2 separate regions of the Mus musculus genome follow, and region 1 is linked to region 2. Evidence: chromatin contacts called from public HiChIP or PLAC-seq data. All regions are on one chromosome and are shown on one strand. The core of a region is the stretch at or near the end of the contact, and the rest is flanking DNA. Distances in the headings are between cores, read along the strand shown. Region 1 overlaps Btbd11 (BTB (POZ) domain containing 11). Region 2 has its middle 31 kb from the start of Cry1.

Region 1 (5,637 bases), core at 599-3,098, 390 kb after region 2:
CCTCTGCTGACTCCAGGCACGTGGTTTAGGACAATGTTGCTCCAGTCTGGACTTCTGTTTTCACCAGGCCACCGTCTTGCATCTCTGTCCCCATTTCCATCACAGCCTTGTTGGATTAGGCTCCACCCCAGTGAGCGCAGCTCTTCCTGGTGATGCAAGTCTACACAACAGGGAGCAGACTTGGCTGTTGGATTTCATAGTAAACGGAGTGTTATTTATTCTCCTCACCACATTTTTGTGTTAAAACTGACTCTGGGGTTTCCTGTGTGTGTGTGTGTGTGTGTGTGTGTGTGTGTGTGTGTGTGCGCGCGCGCGCAACTGAGATGGTCTACTCAAAGATGGCATGTGCCAGTATGAGAAAGGCGGTCTTGGGTAAGATGGCCCTGGGTTTGTTGTTGAAAGTGTTGTTTATCCATCCAAATGAGGGTCCTCACAGGTCTGTCCATCAGAGTGAGGTTGCCAGGGACTGGGAGTTCTGACCCAGCCTCTCCTTAGAGAAAGCAGAATAGAGTGAGTTGGAACTTGGACCTTGCAGTTGCATTGCCAGGATTCAAAGCCTACGCAGGCCACTTTCTCTCTGTATGACCTTAGGCCAGTTGCTCACTAGCTCTGGGCTTTAGTTTCTATATCTATAAAGTAACTCTCTTACTATCAGGAAAGATGTTGGTAATAATAAACACAGTACATGTGGTATGATACCATTGGGGAAATTATTGGTGGCCCAGACTAAGGTCTAGTGTATTTGAAGCCTCCTCCTACTACTACTGGTGAGCCTGTCTGCAGGATTTGGGAAGAAAATCAGCCAGGGATGACTAGGTTGAGAGCCACTATGCCTACACCTTGAATTACAAGGCTCCTGAGCCTGACTCGGGTTTTGTGTTTCCTATGAAGTATGAGCCTGGAGTCTGATACAATGTCCACAGCAGTCAGGCATTCATAGATGGGGTCACTGAGAAGAGAGAGCAGGAAGGGACAAGATGTATGGGGAGAAAACGTGGTTTCTGTTTGCCTGCGTTTTGTTCCAAGAGAGCAGAAGCTAGGGGGACAACTAAGAGGCAGGGATTATTCTGGAAGGAAGTGTAAGTTACTCCCATGGACTTTCAGCTCAGACTGTTGGTTTTCTTCTCATTTTAGGGCTAAGACAGAAATATATTTTCTTGGTCGTAGGTCTACATGTAGTCAGTGTCCAGTGAGTATTTGTTGAATGAATGAAGGATGCAAAGGGTTGTGGAGAAGATACACTTATCATACTACATGTAAACAGACTAGACTTCCAAGCCAATTCAAACGCAAAAGCATGAAACAACATTTGTATGCAGGTAAGACGTCAGGTGAAGGGCTGGGGTGTAGCAGGTAAGTGAATACTGCCTGCTTTGCATGCACAAAGCCTGATCTCTGGCACTTCATAAACTGGGCCTGGTGGTACACACCTATGACCCATGCACTCAGCAGGTGGAGACAGGAGAGTCAGGTGTTTGGATCATACTCGGCTACATGTTGAGTTTGAGACCACTCTGTGCTGCATGAGACCCTGTCTCAAGAAGGACAATGAGGAATAGGAAGAAAGGGAAGGAGGAGGACAGTCAACAGAGTTCTCTCAATGAAAGAGTTTGGGGAGACCCTAACAAGATGCATGCTGACTGCTTGTGGAAGAGAATGCTTCAAGGACTTTAAAAAAAAAAAAAAAAAGGCCCCGAGAGATGAGAAAGAGTGGCCCAGGTCAGAGAAGCATGTGGTGGCCGGGTCTCCAGGACTTGAGGTTGCCATGCCATCATAGGCCATGCAGACTGAAAGCGGCCATCGAGGCTTGGCAGTGGGAAGTCATTAGTGGCCCCTGCAGTGACACTTTGAGCAGCCGGGTGTGGGCGGAAGCCAGACTGCAGACGGCAGACAGTTTGCCAACACTTGGAACGTGGCCTGAGCATCCAAAGTGTTAAAAGCAGAGTGGAAACACATTTGGTGCTCACAGCAGAGGAAGAGTGGAAGATCTGCATCTGGAGTGGCATTTGGTGCCTGTTCCCGGACTAGGGCTCCAGATCCGGGCTGTCGGTTAGGAGGGTGACTAGTTTTCAATATAGGATTTGGCTTCTTGAGAAGCAGCAATTTGTTCATTTTTTTTAAAAAATAAATTTTGGTCTACCCTTAGTTCTGTTAGATTTCTGCACAACCCACAGATTTGCTCACGTGCCAGCAAACCTCCCAGTCTAAACTCTAGTTGACGGAATTAGTTCTACAGGATCCGTATCTGCCCCTAGGCATGAATTTCTTGCAGAGAGCTCAGAGCACAATCCAGGACACAGGGGCTTCCAGCAACAGTAAGGAGCCAGTCCACTCTGCACGGGAATTGTGGGTACCTGCTCATAGGTACTGGGACCTTGTACTGGGCACAAGGTCTACTATCTTCTCATCAGCTCATTAAATCACTGAATAGAATGTGTGAACCGCCTGGGTGAGCCCCAGTGTCTTCTCCATTAGTCAAGGAAAGTGAGATTGGCATTCCCTAGGAGAGAAACTGAGGCACATAGTCAACAAAGAAAATAAGAGTAACCACAACTCATAACCTCTTTTGGGATTCCCCCTTCCCCTTCCTGCACCCTCCCCCTCCATGGGTGTATGGTAAATAAGTGCATGTGGTCTATATGTTTGTGTGAATGGATTGTATGGGGATATACAATGTACATGTGTGTGCTTGTATGTGGAGATTGACAATGGGTGCCCTTCCTCCACCATTCTGCTGCTCTTTTTGAGAGAGAGAGAGAGAGAGAGAGAGAGAGAGAGAGAGAGACTCTCATTGTACCTGGAGCCCACTGACTTGGCTAGGTTTGGAAGCAAGTACCAGGAACACATTTGTCTTTACCTCCTAATGGTGAGATTACAGGCACTCATTGCTCAGTACATGGGTGTTGAGGATTCAACTGAGGTCCCCGTGTTTGTACGGCGAGGACCTTTTTAAATGAGCTATTCCCCCGAATGTCTGTCTTTGATTTCTAAGAAAGCTGTTGATAGCCTTTGTGGAGAAGACCTGGTCAAAGATGTTCTTCATACTTTCTTCATTCCCTAGTCCTTTGAGTAGCCTGGTTCTTCACACCAGAGGAAGCCCAAGCTACAGCAAGTTGCAAAACTTGCCTGACACTGTAACCCTTGTGGGATCGGAACCAGGTCCACGTGACTCCAGAGGCTGTGTTCCCTCTCCTAGACTGGCAAGTCCAATCAGAGCATTTTCTAATAGCTCCGTGGCTCTTGGCAAAAAGCTCAGCCACCAGACTCATTTCTCTTAGGAATTCAGACGCTGTACTTCTCAGCTTTGGTCAATGCTGGAGCTCCCCACAAAGACTTAGCACTCTTATCCAAGTGGAGGAGAAACACATGAGATATGCGCACCCTCATGAATAATCCTGGAAATAGAATTCAAAACCATACTTGGGCGAGCATGTAATACCTTTCAAATGCAGAAACAAACATTAACTGCCTGAGCGAAAAGGCTCGCTTTGCAGGCCTGACAACCCAAGTCCCCAGAACCCTTGTCAAAGCTGAATGTAGCAGTACACATCTATAATCCCAACACTCCTTGTTTGAGATAGGACAAAGTAGAGACAGGAGCATCTCCCAGCTAGTCTAGAGTGAAGTGGAAGAAACAAGAATGACCCAGGCTCCACCAGATAGGTTGTAGGCCCAGCTCCTGAACATCATCCTCTGACCTCCACACACATGCACACACTAAGTTCTTTACTAGACAGGCGCTTTAACCAGCTAAGCGACGGAGCCAACACACTAAGTTCTTTAAAAGCCTGGTATTGTGCTATCTGATTTGAATAAAGATATAGAGAAGGGGGGACTCTTAGATACCACTAGATGGGACCCTGCATCTACTTTCAGTAATCTTGTAAACACATAATTCAGGTGTTACATCTATACACTAGGGAAATGCTTCCATGTGGAAATAAGGAGACATGAACAAGGATGTTCATAGCTGCAGTATTTATAAAACAAGAGAGCAAGAGAGGGTGGGGGAACAAGTTGTCTGTCTCCAGGCAAATGGATAAATAAATTATGGTATGTTCATTTAATGAAAAAACAAAGTAGCAATGGAAATAAATGAACTAAATTTACGTGGTGATTGCATGGCTTAACTAATGAATATTATACACAACAACAAAAAAGCAAGTTGGAGAGGGATCGATGCAGAATGCTAATGTTTGTGTAAAGTTTGATAGCAGGCAAAAGAGCTTATATAATGTTAGTTCCTGTCTTAGTGAGGGTTTCTATTCCTGCACAAACATCATGACCAAGAAGCAAGTTGGGGAGGAAAGGGTTTATTCGGCTTACACTTCCATGCTGCTGTTCATCACCAAGGAAGTCAGGACTGGAACTCAAGCAGGTCAGGAAGCAGGAGCTGATGCAGAGGCCATGGAGGGATGTTCTTTACTGGCTTGCTTCCCTTGGCTTGCTCAGCCTGCTCTCTTATAAAGCCAAAGACTACCAGCCCAGAGATGGTCCCACCCACAAGGGGCCTTTCCCCCTTGATCACTAATTGAGAAGATGCCTTACAGCTGGATCTCATGGAGGCATTTCCTCAACTGAAGCTCCTTTCTCTGTGGTAACTCCAGCTGTGTCAAGTTGACACAAAATTAGCCAGTACAGTTCCTAAGAACCAGACAAGGTATAAGGCCTGCATAGAGATGAAGTGTGTGCGGTCCAGGAAGTGGTCATGATGAGATGCACAGTGTCTAGGGGCCTTTGCTCATCCTGACAAGCACTGCTTTTTTCATTTTGGTTGGATGATGAGTAGGTAGATCACTATATTCGTCTGTGTTGTGTGTGCCTAAAATCATTCATTGCATTGACAGTCAAAGTTATCTACTTAGCCAGCACTTTCTGTAGCGCATTCAGAAGCCCCAGGTTAATAACCATTATTTAAGAGGTGCTTCAATAAAGTTGAGAAACACTCTCTTAAAGAAAATTGAACAGATTTAAAAGAAAAAAAAACCTGAGGGTTTGGCAAGATGGCTCAGCAGCTAAAAGAGGATACTGCGCTTTCAGGGGATACAGTCAGTTCTCAGCATCACGTGGTGTCTCACAGCTACATGTAAGTCCAGTTCCAGAGGACCTGATGCCCTCCTCTGGCCTCCAAGGTCATCAAGCACACATGTGGTGCGCATGCATGCATACGGACAAAACACACATGCACATAAGATAAAAATAAGCAAATCTGAAATGTCCTCGGTGCTTTTACATCCTAAACTTCTTACAAGTCCCAACAGAGCAGGTCACCCATGACTGGAGACGTGGCTCCATGGTTAAGAGTATTGGCTGCGTTTCCAGAGGACCCAGTTTCAATTCCTAGCATCCATATAACAGCTTGCAACCATCTGTAACTGCAATTCCTGGATACCCAGCAGCCTCTTCTGTCTCCTGTGGCACTGCACATACATGAGACACAAACAAGCAAAACACCCATAAAATACTTTAAAATTTTTAGATTATGTTTTAAAGTTTTAAAAGTAAAATATTTTTAAAAGAGAGCAGATGTCATCAAATCGCAGCGACATGCTCCCTAATTTCTGTAAATAGACTCATATTGGACAACAGCCACATGCATTTTTTTTTAGGGCCACTACAGTGGTTGTTAACTAACTA
Region 2 (4,931 bases), core at 942-3,441:
AGGAGACTAGGCCTAAAAACTGGGCAAGTCAATTGCTAATAGAAAACCCCCCAGGCTCCAGCCTTCACTCCCCGGTAATGGAATGACCCAGCCACCTAGCCTGAAGCAAGGACAGTGGGTCAGCAGCAGTTTCCAGACTTCCACAGTTACTTTCTCAGTGACAGTTCCCAGACCTCCCCAGTAAGTTTATAGCCCCCACACCGTGGTAATGGAATGTCTGTAGACTTGGACCCAACACATTAACATAGAGGTCACCTACCCCAGAATTCCCTAATGTGCTTTAAATCAGGCCTGCAAGCTCACTTGGGGTCTGGACTTCTGCAGAATAAAACACACTGCATTTACATACTATTTGAGTCCACGATGTCATTCTTCGGTGAATCATGGACCCTTACACAGTATATCCAAGAGGAATCCCAGTGAGAATCCAGTATTGATGGTATAACAGAAGCCAGTGGCTTCGTACCAGACCAGTGATTCGTTGCAATGAACATATGCAAGCAAAGAAGTGTGGACAAAAGGGTATACTGTGGGACACACTGTGACACCCTACAGCTTCCACAATGAGAGCTTTTTCTCTGTTGGGTGGGGTGGGGGGAAGTTGTAAGGGTGGAGGGTGGGTGAGAGGGGAGAAGGTGAGTGGAATTGGGGTACATGATGTCAAATTCACACACACACACACACACACACACACACACACACAAAACCAATAGAAAGTTAAAAGAAGACCCACCCCCCTGAAGTTCACATACAAACTGCAGGTCCCTGCTGTTTTTGTACTTGCCCTTTAACACAGCCTATTTCCTACTATGATATAATCAGCCTGCAGTATATCCAGGTTGCTTCTGGTTTGTTTACTCTTGTGTCCCATTGACAAGACTTTGGGAGGTAAAATGTGTTAAATGAATAAACAGGCTAAGCGCCGGCATCTGATCCAGGATTCCAAATAGAATGAAAATAGTCCAAGTATCTAAGCTAAGCTCTTCTCATTAGAAGACCACTGTGGTGGTTTATGTATGCTCGGCCCAGGGAGTAGCACTATTAGAAGGTGTGGACCTGTTGGAGTAGGTGTGTCACTGTGGGTTGTGGGCTTTAAGACCTTCATCCTAGCTACTTGGAAGTCAGTCTTCTGCTAGCAGCCTTTAGATGAAGATGTAGAACCTTCAGCTCCTCCTGCACCATGCCTGCCTGGATGCTGCCATACTCCCTGCTTGATGATAATGGACTGAGTCTCTGAACCTGTAAGCCAGCCCCAATTAAATGTTGCCCTTAGAAGAGTTGCCTTGGTCATGGTGTCTGTTCACAGCAGTAAAACCCTGACTAAGACACCTACAATAAAGTGAAGATGCTGTCTCTTTATAATAAATCAGATCTTTGGGGACCGCTTGGTTTTTTTTTGTTTTGTTTTGTCTTTTGTTTTTTTGTTTTGTTTTGTTTTGAAAATTATAACCGGTAACAAAAACTCTGGATCATCTTTGTCATTCAAGGCTTTGCAGCCAGAGCCAGTGAGGCTGGTATGGTTTGGAACTATACCCCTCTCAGCGCCTAATAAATGTGAACAGCCTATGTGACAGAGAAGGTGCCAGCAGTGCGCCAGCCAGCCACGGCAAGGGTTTCCTCTTTGCAAACTAGCTTTTTCTTGATATACAAAACCACCAGCAGATGTCATGGCTGATCTGTGGTGACCCTGTTGGGATGCTTGTAAACTGTTTTCCCAGCATGCTGTTTTTTCCAATGTGGAATGTTTTATTCCATATAATGCTTGTTCTGCATCGTCTCCTATGAGCAAGGACAGATATGTGTTTATTTATCCATGTAATGAAGACTGATCCTGGACCTCCTCTGAGCCTGGACCTAAGAGAACAGAGATGAGAAAAAAATAACGACAGACTCTTCTGTCTTGGAGAATTACAGTGAAGAAGGCAGTGTGTTCAGGGAATAACTTCCAACACTTGCGTGGGCAATGCTGGTTAGCGTCTGTGACGCTAGGCAGGCAAATAAAAGAAATGGGGTACATGTGGTCTAAGGAACCAGGGGAGGTCTGGAGGGAAGTATTTCTGGTAAATTCTGAAAGATATCTGAGTTATCTGAACTAAGAACCCAAGGCAGTCTTTGTTTACTTCACGAGAGAACAAGAGGAGAGAGCCCATTGTTCACCGAGGCTCCGAGCTCGGCTTCCTAGACTGAGATCCTAACTCAGTCAACTACCTACCAGCTGCTTTCCAGTTTCCCCACCTGCTCAGGGGGGGGGGAGGGGATCAGTACCGGACCAAGGGGACTTTTGTCAGGATCAAAGGAGTTAGTTCCTGTTAGCATCTGTCTATCACAGGCACTCAGTGTGTGCTGAACTTTATTGCTATTTACTGGAATAATCAGTAATACTACTTGCCTCTTAGTTCTTTTTCGAATTCAAAGATCTTCTGCCTATGAATTAGAATTTTGCTAATACGATGAATTCCAGACTTCTAGATTTCATTTTTTAAAAAATATTAAAATGATTTATTATTTTATTTTTATGTGTGTGAATGTTCTACCTGTCTGTCTGTCTGTCTGTACTTACCATGTGTGTGTGTCTGGTACCCAAAGAGGTTAGAGGAAGCCACTCATATCTCCTGAGACTAGAGTTGGATTGTTGTGAGCCACTATGTGAGTGCTGAGAACTGAACACTGGATTCTACAGGAGCAAGGGTTCTTAAATACCAAGCCAAAGCCGAGGCCTCCAGGTTTTCTTTTTGAAGCACCAACTCCCTTTGGCTTTGATGGTTATGTGTTTTGTTTAGCAGGTACGTAAAATATCTGGTCAAGTTTCACATGCCAGTAATAGGTGATAAATAATATATTTCATATAATGAAACATGTTTTTCTAATTCCATGAGTTCTCATAGATTATAAAACCAACCCAATAGAAGCTGCATCCTTTAACCGTGAGAGAGCAAGTGTGTGTGTGTGTGGTGGGGTGTCTCATTTTAATGTTATTGGAACAGAAGATCTTTGCTGTGTATTATATTTTCATATCCAATCAGTTTTAATTGCAATCTTTTATTCTCACTGGACAATATAATCCTTTCGGTCTCAAGTCTCCATAATATTCTCAGCCACTAACTTCCCTTGGCTGTTTAATGAGAATCTTAATGGCTACATGTTGGGGATGCTTTGAAGTCTCTTTCCAATAATGGGAGCGCTAAAAGAAAGGCACAGGACATAATTAAGTGGTCTCAGGCTGCTTAGATATTAGAAGGAAATAAAAGGGACAGAAAGAAAAGCAAAGGAAGGCCCCCTCCCCCACGAGAAGGAATGGGATAGACCTGATAAAAAGGTTGGGGTCAGAGGAGAAGACAACGCCTTGTCGTTACAAATGGTTTTTATTTCCTGAAAGAATACTCTAGAATGGAGTGTAGGGGTGGAACGGTGTCACCCACTCCACTTCTTATGAAGGTCATGGCCTGTATATTTATAACAGAAGACAGGTTAATAAAAATGAAGTGTAATTAATTCATTTAGTTATAGTCGGACATGACACAAGAACCTTCAGAAATGAATACTCAGGACTGGAGAGATGGCTCAGTGGATAAAAACACTTGCTACTCTTTGAGAGGATCAGGGTTTGATTCCTAGCACATGGTAGCTCACAACCATCCCTAATGCTCCAGTTCCAGGGGGCTCTGACATCCTCTTCTGGCCTTCTTAGGCAGGCATGCACTGAAAAGACCTACTTAGTCAAAACACCCATACTCATAAAATAATACTTAAAAAAAAAAGAGTAATGAATACAAATGCCCAGCAAAAAAAGACTATTTTTATGCTTTGACTCAGTGAAGTATAGAGTGTTGATGTAAAAATGTGGGCGGAGCAAGCTGTGCTCCCGTGTTTAAGACTGTGGTAGAAACTAACAAGGCCTGTGGGTTCAGCAGCATCTTCTGCTCTCTGTGTTTTTCATCCTCTGCACAGGGCTTGGTCCTGCTGGGTCGAGGGTCTTATGCTTCCAGATACGGTAGGTCAGAGTTGGTGCCCTGCTCTTGGAAAAGCGAGGGGAAGCCATCATGATGATCTTGCTTCTGAGGCCTTTTCCCTCTTCAGTACCTCACACCCCCTCGTCAGGTAGCATTTCTCAACAGCCAACACAGTCAAACACTCGTCTGAGTCTTGAGTTCAGTGAGCTTCTATCTTCTAGCTTAACCCTTTATTTGAGTCTCAGAACTCTTTGATTTCCAAAGTTTTCCAGAGCTTTCTTCTAGCCACTAAAAAAATTGGAGTCTATCCCATTTTTATTCATGTCTGTATACAAATTCACACAAAATGACTGTAAAACCGGACTCATGGTTTGCTTTGGGTTCTTGGATTAAGGGAAGCCTTTGTCATTGCTGTTGGACTTTCCCTATGTGCAACTTTAGTTTTGTTTGAAAGTGTGTGCTGCTGATTCACCAAAGAACCTGGAGAGTCCTTCTCAGGCCTAAGCAATTCTCCTGGACACTGCCAGTCGGGCAGGTTAAGTGGGAAAGGCATAATTAGATTCCATTGGAAATTCCTGTCTCGTAATACTTCACTTGTGAAGGGTTAATATATGATGTCTACAGCTGGGCTTTATAATGTTCTTAAAGGGACAGGCCCTCACATTTACTTGTTAGTGAGACTACGCTAACGTTTCTGGAAAACAAATTTCTACTGTGCAGTTCTTGGTGATGTACCTATCCCCCATCAACGAAGCCAAGGAGTCAATAAAAGCTATTGCCATCAAACAAGTCATAAGTCTCCTTTCTAGAAGTCACTTCCGTTCTAGGTTGACCTCTCATTGCTGTTCTGACTTCATTACAAGGTCACTTCCCTACGTGTCATTTTTAGCAGTTCGAGAGTCTTGCGCGCGCTCGACTGGCCAGGAAGAACTACGCTGCAACAGGATCCTTCTGCACACGTTTATTGGGAGAGCTTGATTG

The links. HiChIP or PLAC-seq counts read pairs in DNA pulled down with a chosen protein or histone mark.
Region 1: a contact with region 2 is called in an H3K27ac HiChIP or PLAC-seq map of VIP interneurons, with 14 times the contacts expected there. The contact joins two enhancer-like sites. A contact is called at or near these places in 5 of 484 Hi-C or Micro-C datasets (bone marrow-derived macrophages, embryonic cerebral cortex, embryonic fibroblasts and 2 more), 14 of 115 datasets of contacts at active chromatin or transcription factors (SST interneurons, VIP interneurons, craniofacial prominence and 10 more) and 4 of 9 other capture datasets (adipose tissue, embryonic stem cells, macrophages and 1 more).

What each region holds. Positions count from the first base shown.
Region 1 is chr10:85,606,848-85,612,484 of GRCm38.p6, forward strand. The region is part of intron 4 of Btbd11 (BTB (POZ) domain containing 11); the gene reads left to right. Among named protein-coding and RNA genes, the nearest start is that of Gm40731, 19 kb to the left of the region's middle. Within about 2 kb of position 1,849, at least 15 of the 459 cell types and tissues checked have an H3K27ac peak or open chromatin away from gene starts, as enhancers often do. A contact at or near this core is called in VIP interneurons, where this site is marked.
Region 2 is chr10:85,213,415-85,218,345 of GRCm38.p6, forward strand. No RefSeq gene overlaps it. Among named protein-coding and RNA genes, the nearest start is that of Cry1, 31 kb to the left of the region's middle. Within about 2 kb of position 2,192, at least 5 of the 459 cell types and tissues checked have an H3K27ac peak or open chromatin away from gene starts, as enhancers often do. A contact at or near this core is called in VIP interneurons, where this site is marked.